3 separate regions of the Sus scrofa genome follow, and regions 1 and 3 are each linked to region 2. Evidence: chromatin contacts called from public Hi-C and HiChIP or PLAC-seq data. All regions are on one chromosome and are shown on one strand. Each heading gives the region's core, a stretch centred on a gene start, on an enhancer-like site or on the middle of the called end of the contact. The rest is flanking DNA. Distances are from core to core; before and after follow the strand shown. Region 1 holds the start of PPM1A (protein phosphatase 1A). Region 2 holds the start of PSMA3 (proteasome subunit alpha type-3). Region 3 holds the start of GPR135 (probable G-protein coupled receptor 135).

The links. A called contact is a pair of places that touch in the nucleus more often than the background predicts. HiChIP or PLAC-seq counts read pairs in DNA pulled down with a chosen protein or histone mark.
Region 1: a Hi-C map of liver shows a contact between it and region 2, with 12 times the contacts expected there. The contact joins the promoter of PPM1A here to the promoter of PSMA3 in region 2. A contact is called at or near these places in 2 of 47 Hi-C or Micro-C datasets (heart right ventricle and liver).
Region 3: a contact with region 2 is called in an H3K27ac HiChIP or PLAC-seq map of skeletal muscle, with 6 times the contacts expected there. The contact joins the promoter of GPR135 here to the promoter of PSMA3 in region 2. A contact is called at or near these places in 1 of 5 promoter capture datasets (fetal skeletal muscle) and 2 of 2 datasets of contacts at active chromatin or transcription factors (alveolar macrophages and skeletal muscle).

The regions. Positions count from the first base shown.
Region 1 is chr1:189,247,561-189,250,337 of Sscrofa11.1, reverse strand. PPM1A (protein phosphatase 1A) reads right to left here and starts at 1,364. Exons shown (of 6, transcript XM_021062341.1): 1 at 928-1,364. LOC110259569 (basic proline-rich protein-like) reads left to right here. Exons shown (of 5, transcript XM_021085056.1): 2 at 434-850; 3 at 885-1,536; 4 at 1,867-2,001.
Region 2 is chr1:187,340,934-187,343,964 of Sscrofa11.1, reverse strand. It overlaps PSMA3 (proteasome subunit alpha type-3), which reads right to left and starts at 1,734. Exons shown (of 11, transcript XM_001927990.5): 1 at 351-1,734. The coding sequence starts at 371.
Region 3 is chr1:188,581,131-188,583,932 of Sscrofa11.1, reverse strand. It overlaps GPR135 (probable G-protein coupled receptor 135), which reads left to right and starts at 1,407. Exons shown (of 1, transcript XM_021102702.1): 1 at 1,407-2,802. The coding sequence starts at 1,499.

The DNA.
Region 1 (2,777 bases), core at 115-2,614, 1.9 Mb before region 2:
CAGGAAATTTAGGGTTGGGGTGGACAGGGCGAATAGCTTTCTTGGCTTGGACAACTTAAGTACGACCTTTGTAAATTTTTAAGTACCATGCGGTGCTTGAGGAAAAAAAAAGAAATACCTCAAGCGATGAAATTTTCAAAACATATCTAAAACCGCTGTTGGTAGAGGCCCTCCAGAGCCAGCAGTCTTTCAAGAAAATATTAAAAATCTACAAGCAGAAAAGTATCATACCTCGACCAAACTCTAGCATCAAGAACTTTTACTCACACAATTAACACGGTTTAAAAGACGAAAAGAAATCAGTACCATTTACTTCAATGAATTTGTTCAATGCTTTAGGAATGAATGAATTGGAGGTATCACTGACTTGAGTTCTAAAAAAGCCTCACTCTAAGCTCTACCCTCTATAAAACCTGAAGCAAAAACTCTCCAGAATTTGGTGTTTCAAGGCCAAGTCCGGTCCAAAGGAAGCTTCTCCTCTTCTTTCTCGCGGCCTCCCTCCAGGGGCTGGAGCCCGGGGTGGCCGGGCGGTTGGGGGCGCCGTACGCCCCCTCCCCGCTCAGGGAAAGTTCCGCGGGTTCATCTCCGGTCGGGGCAGGCCTGGCCCGCCGACGGCCCTACCCGGCCGAGCGGCCGCAAACACCCCGCCCGGCATCTGCACCCGGAGGGTCGCGCCCCCTCCCCGCGCAGCCGCCACAAACACCCCGCCCCCGCCTGCCCGCCACCGCCCTCGCAGAACGTTAACCCCTCGTAGTCCGCCGCCCGGCTCGGGGGAGGAGGCCGGGCCAGGGGGTGGAGTTGTCGCGTCTCCTCCCGGGAGCGCCCGGGCAGACGCCCGGCTTGTTTACAGGCCCCAGGCTTTAGGCCTGGCCGCTGCCGCGCAGGCCCGCGCCGCCCGCCCGCCCTCGGCCCCAGCGTCGCGCTTACCCGGAGCAGCCGCGGGCAGGCAGGTCCCTGGTCGGCCGAGGCTGCGGCGGCCGGGGAGGGGGCGGGAAGGGGGTCACCGCGGCGGCGGCCGGCCAGGTCAGGCCGGGGAGGGGGCGGAGGAGGGGAGGAGCCGGGCTGCGTCCGGGCCCCCGGCTCTCGGCGCCCTCGCGGCTCAGATCATCCGGGCGTTGGAGCGGGAGGCGGAGAGCGGGTCCCGGAGGAGGAGGAGGAAGAGCCGAAGATTCATCGCTTACGCACCCCACCTGCCTTAGCGCCCCCCCACCCCCCTCCCCAACCACCGGCTGCCGAGCTGCCGCTGCCGGAGCACCCGAAGCTGCGGGCCGGGCCAGTGCGGAGACCACAGCTCCCTCGCTCCCGCGCGCGCTCCCGCCCCTAGCGCCGCCGCCGCCGCCGCCGCCTCCAGCGCGTCCCCGCGCAGGCGCGCTCACGACGGTGCCGTACTACCCCTCCCCCACGCCTCCGCCTGCCACGCTCCGCCCCGTGGGCTCAGAGGCCCCTACAGCTGCGGCGCGGCGGAGCAGCTGGAGAGACCCGGATGTCGTTGGGCAGGAACTGCAGCGCGCGCTGGCTAACGGGGGAGGGGTGCAGGTGATGTCACTGCCCTACCCAGCTTCTCTCGTAGCAGTGGCCTCGCCGCCCGGCCCCTAGGCAGAGCCACAAACGAGCGTCCGAATCCCGGAACGGAACCGGGACATGGGGCTTCCTGCCCTGGCCCTGGGGACTGGACAGAGGTGTGACTGTATGAGCCTCAGGAATGGGGATACTCTCCGAGCCCGGACTCGGCATCCCCCCTAGGGCGTCCGCGCCTCCTTTCGCTGGGCTACCGTCTGTCTGCAGATAGATACCCCATTCCCGGGGAAGACGCAGTCTACAGAGGCCGAGGACCGACCTTGTGCTGTCGACTTCTCTCCCTTACAGTTGCGGCCTGATCGCGGCCTAGCTGCTGCGGCTCTAAGGCATGCTTGTTGTCAGGCCACCGCCAGATCCCTCTCCCTCAAGCCTCCACACTTCCGGAGCCATCCTTGCCCCAGCGACCTCGGGAGACCTACGCAGGTGCTCTAGCCACACATCTCGGGTCCCAAAGGGCAGCAACACTCTCACCCTACTACCACCCACCCACACGCGAGTGCCCCTGATACACGCACAAGGCACATGCTCTGAGTTTCTGGTGGTTTTTCGTCTGTAGCTCGTGGGGTTCCACATTGTATTTATTTGCACTTATTAGACAGTCACGTGATTCTGTCACAGGGGACATCCAACCACCTCCAGTGAGGTTAAAGGAACGAAGGATTTTTCAAAATCTGGAGGATTATCAAAAATGTGGCAGCTGCTGCTATGAAAATTTAGAGATCTGTTAAACCCAGTTGCACGTGCAGGTGGCCAGAATCCAGTTTAGCTAGCTAGACTGCAGACAACCCGACCCACGCCGTTTGCAGACGCCAGGGATACAATGACAAACCCTAGGCGGCCAATGAATCAGAACTGGAGAGCAGTACATCACCAGCAGGGTTTCCCATTGGCTGGGATGCTTTCCCTCTCTTGTCAGAGGTTTAACCTGCTCAGGGATTTGACTTATACCACATTTCCAGGCACAGAAGTTTAAAAGAAAAATCAGTGTTTAAAAAAGATGCTCTTGGGAGTTCCCTGGTGGCCTAGGGGTTAAGGATCGGGTGTTGTCACTGCTGTGGCACGGTTTTAATCCTTGGCCCAGGAACTCCTACATGCCTGTGGGCACTGCCAAAAAAAAAAAAAAAAAAAAAAGAAGAAGAAGAAAGATGCTGTGCTACATATACATAAAGAAAAACAAAATACTTCATTATAGGAGGCAG
Region 2 (3,031 bases), core at 485-2,984:
GGCTAAGAGTCGCCCAAATCCTTCACAATTTCAGGCCCCACGAGGTTCCACTTTCGGTTTCCCTAAGCGGCTAAGGAAAGTGACTCAGCAAAAGGGGGCTCCAAATCTCACTGCTGCGCCGCCAAGCCCGCTACACCTGAGCTGTGAAGCGTCAGGTCCGAGTCACCGCAGACACGAACTCAGCAATCAGCGAAGGAAAGACCTCAGGGCCCCGCACAACTGGAAGCGGCCCACTTGCCCCAAGGCAGTACCAGCGCACCCTAAGTTGGCGCAGCCCAGGCAGTGTGTCCACGTTCCCTTCTACGCTGATCCTTAGGCTAGACTATCACGCCGAGAAACAACGAACTTACCCCGGTGCCGATTGAGCTCATCGTGCTAAAACCACCAGGCCGCCTAAGGCTTCAGGCCCAAAGCGAACCCCTCACACCTCAGTACGCAGACTAGTAACAGGCTCTCTCATTGGCTGTTCTTCCAACCAATAGTTTTCCTCTCTGTGGCTTGTTCCTGGATCCTTACCCACAGAACAGAGAATTGTGGGGAAAGGGGGTGGGGAATGCGCGTAGCGGGCAACGCGCCTGTGCAGAAGCAGCGGAGGTCGGGTTAAGCAGGACTGATTCCTTCCTCTTCGGTTTCTCTCCGGAGGGTTGTCGGGGGACTTTGAGTCTTCCAATTGCTTGAAAAGCTGCTCCAGTCTGTTTCCTAGGAGTTATCTCTTCTCCTTCGCTTTTTCTTCCCTATTCTTTCTTAAAGCAAAGTGGAGAGATGTTCTTATACTCTTCCAAAGGCCAAAGGAAATGGTAGAGGAGGCGTCTCCACGCTTGACGTCCTGATTGTAACCCAGTTATCTTGATGGCGTCCCCTTTATCCACCCCTCCTCACAAGCAGGAAGGAAGATGGACTCTAAGGGTATCAGCTTTGAGCTCAGATCGGAGTTTTACAGAAGAATTAGTACTTTTTCATATAACTACTTAATAGAATTAAGAATAAGACTGAAGATTATTTTAACTCAGTATTCAGTTAAACACTGCTGATAAGACTTAAGAATTTGTACATAAACTATAATAAAAAATTCTTTAAACGGTAAAGAAGACATGACCTCCCCTCTTAATGAGTTTACATTTAGTGGGAGGAAATAGACAACAAAGAGTAAATAGGCAAAATAGTTGCACCACGTGGTAAAAAAGAGACAATGGAAGTTTGAACTTTAGACCTATTTATTAGGGAATTACTTTGTAAAAGGGGGATATTTAAACTGAAACTTGGGATTGTTATGGGAGTATAATTCCAGTTCCAAGGCTGTCGGAACTGTCGGGTCAGTATGGCCTGTCATAGTGATTAAGTGGTGAGAGTGACAGGAAGTGAAATCAGAGAGGTGGACACGGGGTCAGATCTTGTAGTGGTTTGGATTTTAATCTCCGATTTTAAATGGAAAACCATCAGCATTTTTAACTGCTAAATACTTCTGTGTGTATTTCCCCAAAAAAGAACATTATTTTACATGCCCACAGTACAACTATGAAAATCAGAAAATGTATAATGCTTTTTTCTAATCTACAGGCTTTATTTAGATTTTGGCAAATCTCTCAATAATGCTCTTCATAGCAAAAGAAAATACAAGATAACACACTGCATGCAGTTGTCATGTCTCTAGTCTCCTTTAATCTGGAAAATAATTTAATGTTTCTTTATGTTTCATGGCATTAACACTTTTGAAAAATACAAGCCATTTCCTTTGCAGGGTATTCCAAAGTTCAGGTTTGTATGACTTTTTTTGCATGATTAGATTCAGGTGATGCATTTTTGTCAGGAATACCACAGAAGTAACCTTGTATTTCTATTAGGAGGCACATGCTGTCATTTGTGTCCTTATTGATGATGTTAACTTTGATCACTTAAGATTTCTCCACTATAGTTTCTATCTTGCTCTTTGTAGTTAATGAATACCTTGTGAAGAAATACCTTGAGGCTATGTAAATATCCTGCTACTCCTCAATCTTACACCCGCTAGTTATAGTATCCTGTGATTCTTATTTGAATCAATTATTATGATAATGGTTGCCAAATGGTGATTTTCTAATTCCATCATTCCTTCCACAGTTACTGGCTTTCTTCTGTAAGGTTATCAGTAGGTTTTTAAGCAGACTGATAGATCTAATTTAGTTATTAAATGATCTCTCTTGCCTCTGTGTGAGGAGTGATGAATACAAGGAAGGATAGAAGCACAGAGAATAGTTGGAAAGCTATTGCAGTCCTGTGGTCAAGCCATAATGGAGAGTGTGTAGAGTGGTGGCAGTGGAGGTGGAAATATGTGGATGGATTTTAGATATGTAGGGCTTGCTGAAAAATTGGATTAGAAAGTAAAGGAGAAAGAGGAAATTCAATTGCTTCTTCCTGCTAATTAAGCACCATAATTAAAGTTAGTTCTTATTCTTAAACAAATAGATAGAAGAAAGGATTTGGATATTCTTGGAAGACTAGCGTTTAATTTGCCTAATCCTCACTGAAATATTCTGGTTGCAATTTTTCATGCGAGATCCTGAGTTAGACCATTGTGGGCCAAGAAAGTGCGGAGGGAAGTTAAAAAGAGTTCACCCTGAAAGTAGATTATAAGCAGTCCAAACTTGTTTAGGGAGCCAGTTAAACTTTTAACAGGATTTGAGTGCCTAATGGTCTTTGTCTATTCACTAATAATTAAGAATTTGAAGCTCTTTCTGAACTTGTTAGTTTAACTGCTTACTTGGGGGCTGGATTGTTGATTTATCTTGTAACTCAGAAGAATGCATTGAATTGTGTGGCCTGAGGATCTTGACTAGTGCCTGATTCATTAGCGGATTTAAAAAGTATGAGTATGAATGCATTTATTTTAATTACTTTACTTTTGGAAATAGTGCATATAAAATTGCTGTGTAATTTACACATATCATTCTTAAAAGGTGATAAAACTTTTGAGATTATCATAGTCTGTTTTATACTTCCACTTATTAGAATACATAACAGTGCTTTTACACATGGTAGGTGCTTAATAAATGTG
Region 3 (2,802 bases), core at 158-2,657, 1.2 Mb before region 2:
GCTAGGGGTCTAATCGGAGCTGTTGCTGCCAGCCACAGCAACGCAGGATCCTTAACCCACTGAGAGAGGCCAGGGATCACACCCATGCCCTCATGGTTCCTAGTCGGATTCGTTAACCACTGAGCCACCACTGGAACTCCTCATTTTTTTTTAGATCATTGTTTCTGGAAGTGCATCGGGAGCACTTGCAGGTCATGTGACTAGGCTCCACCCCCAGAGCTTCAGTAGATTTGGGGTGGAGCCTGAGAATCTGCCTTTCTTACAACCTCCCAGGTCCTGTTGATGCTGCTGGTCCAGGGTCCACACTTTGCAAACCACTGCTTTAGAGAACCCAAGGGTTTATCACACTTTCCCCCATTAGAGACCATGCCCCAAAAACTTGAGATGCAACTTCCCCAGAGCACGCAGGCCCCTCCTTTTGCTGTATCTCCCACCAGATACCTGAAGCTGCATGCGTGGTAACCACCTGACTGGCAGCATCTTAGACTCAAAACATACCTTGTTCCAGAGAATTTATGAAGGATGCAAGTAGGGCAAGGAGACAGTCACACTCCCCTCTCCCCCTACATGTGGGAGCCAGTTATGGGTCTGAGGTCCCGGTCCTTGAAAACAATGTGACATCCTACCTCCAATATCCATATCCTAGCTCCCCAGAGCACTAGTATCAGAATCACCTAAGGGGTTTAGATTCTCGGGCCCACCCTTGGTAATTCTGGGAGTCAGCCAGTCAATATCCATTTGAATAAGCCCACTATATGTTCTCAAAGTGTGGTCCTTGGACCAGCATCATTACCACCAGCAGCTTGTTAGAAAGCCAATTTCTCGGCCAGGACCCCAGACCTAGTGATTCTGAACCTCTGGGGTTGGGCCCAGCCACTTAGGTTTTAACAAGCCCTCTTGGTGATTCTGTTGCATGCTAAAGTTTGAGAACACTTTGTTTAAATTTTCTGCCCCCCCACCAAGTTTAATGTCTCCGGATTTGGATTGTTTTCCACTTAAGATTCTACGAAAAGCACACACACCCCCTCCCTGGGCCTTCCCCTAGGACATCTGTATCCAACAAGGGAGGTTGAGAGTGAACCCTTGTTGAATTTGGTCATCTGTATGAGGGCCAGTCCCGCTTCATCTAGCCGGGCAGGGTCCCTGAGGAGGTCGACGTAGCACTTGGAAGCCCAGCTCCCTGGCTCCCTGGCTCCCCAGCTCCCTGGCTCCCCAGCTCCCTAGCTCCCCACCTCCAGGACAGGTGATGTCCTGGAGCGGCTTTTCGGGGAGTACTCCGCTGGCCGGCGGCCCGCCCCGCGCTCCTGCGTAAACACGCGGTTCCCTGGGCAACGCCTGGAACGCATGTCAAAGGCTTCACTAGGTCCCGGGCGACCGCCACCCCTCCGGCCAGCGCGACTCCCGGCAGAGGTCTCTGGCCCCAGCCCCCACCCACCTCGGGCTGGTGGCCGCCTGCCCTGGTGCGGGATGATTAGACCCGCGGCAGCCGCGGGACCCCATGGAGGAGCCGTCGCCGCCGCCGGTCCGCCCGCTAGTGACCACGGCCTTGTCGGGCAGCCCACGCCCCGGCGCCCTCTCCGTGGCCGGCAGGCCTGGAGGGACTTCCTCCGCGGCGACGGCGGCGGCCTTGCTCTCCTTCAGCACTGCGGCGGCCGCGGCGCTGGGGAACCAGAGCGTCGGGGGCGGGGGCGACAGTACTGGCTCCTGGGCAGGCGGCGGCCTCGGCGGGCGCGGGGCGGCGGGGGCGGTGGGGAGGCTGCCACTGGACACCGAGGCGGCGCCGCCGCTGTCGCAGGGGGCGGCGATGGCGGCCCAGGCGCTTGTCCTCCTGCTCATCTTCCTGCTGTCTAGCCTGGGCAACTGCGCGGTGATGGGGGTGATCGTGAAGCACCGGCAGCTCCGCACTGTCACAAACGCCTTCATCCTGTCCCTGTCCCTGTCGGATCTACTAACAGCGCTGCTCTGCCTGCCTGCCGCCTTCCTGGATCTTTTCACGCCGCCCGGGGGCCCGGCGCCCACTGCTGCCGCCTCCCGGCCCTGGCACGGCTTCTGCACAGCCAGCCGCTTTTTCAGCTCGTGCTTCGGCATCGTGTCCACGCTAAGCGTTGCCCTCATCTCGCTGGACCGCTACTGCGCCATCGTGCGGCCACCGCGAGACAAGATCGGGCGCCGCCGCGCGCTGCAGCTGCTTGCGGGAGCCTGGCTGGCGGCCCTGGGCTTCTCCCTGCCCTGGGAGCTTTTCCTCGGGCCTCTAGAGCCCCCGGCCGCGCAGAGCTTCCATGGCTGCCTGTACCGGGCGTCCCCGGACCCCGCGCAGCTGGGCGCGGCCTACAGCGTGGGGCTGGTGGTGGCCTGCTACCTGTTGCCCTGCCTGCTCATGTGCTTCTGCCACTACCACATCTGCAGGACCGTGCGCCTGTGGGATGTGCGCGTGCGGCCGCTGACCACCTACGCCCGCGTGTTGCGCTTCTTCAGCGACGTGCGCACGGCCACCACCGTGCTCATCATGATTGTCTTCGTCATCGGTTGCTGGGGGCCCTACTGCTTCCTGGTGCTGCTGGCCGCCGCTCGGCAGGCCCAGGCCACGCAGGCCCCCTCGTTCCTCAACGTGGTGGCCGTCTGGCTGACCTGGGCCAATGGGGCCATTAACCCAGTCATCTATGCCGTTCGCAACCCTAACATTTCGATGCTCCTGGGGCGCAGTCGTGAGGAGGGCTACCGGACTAGGAACGTGGACACTTTCCTGCCCAACCATGGCCGGGCTCAGCAGGCCAGAAGCCGCAATCGTTTTCGAAACCGTTA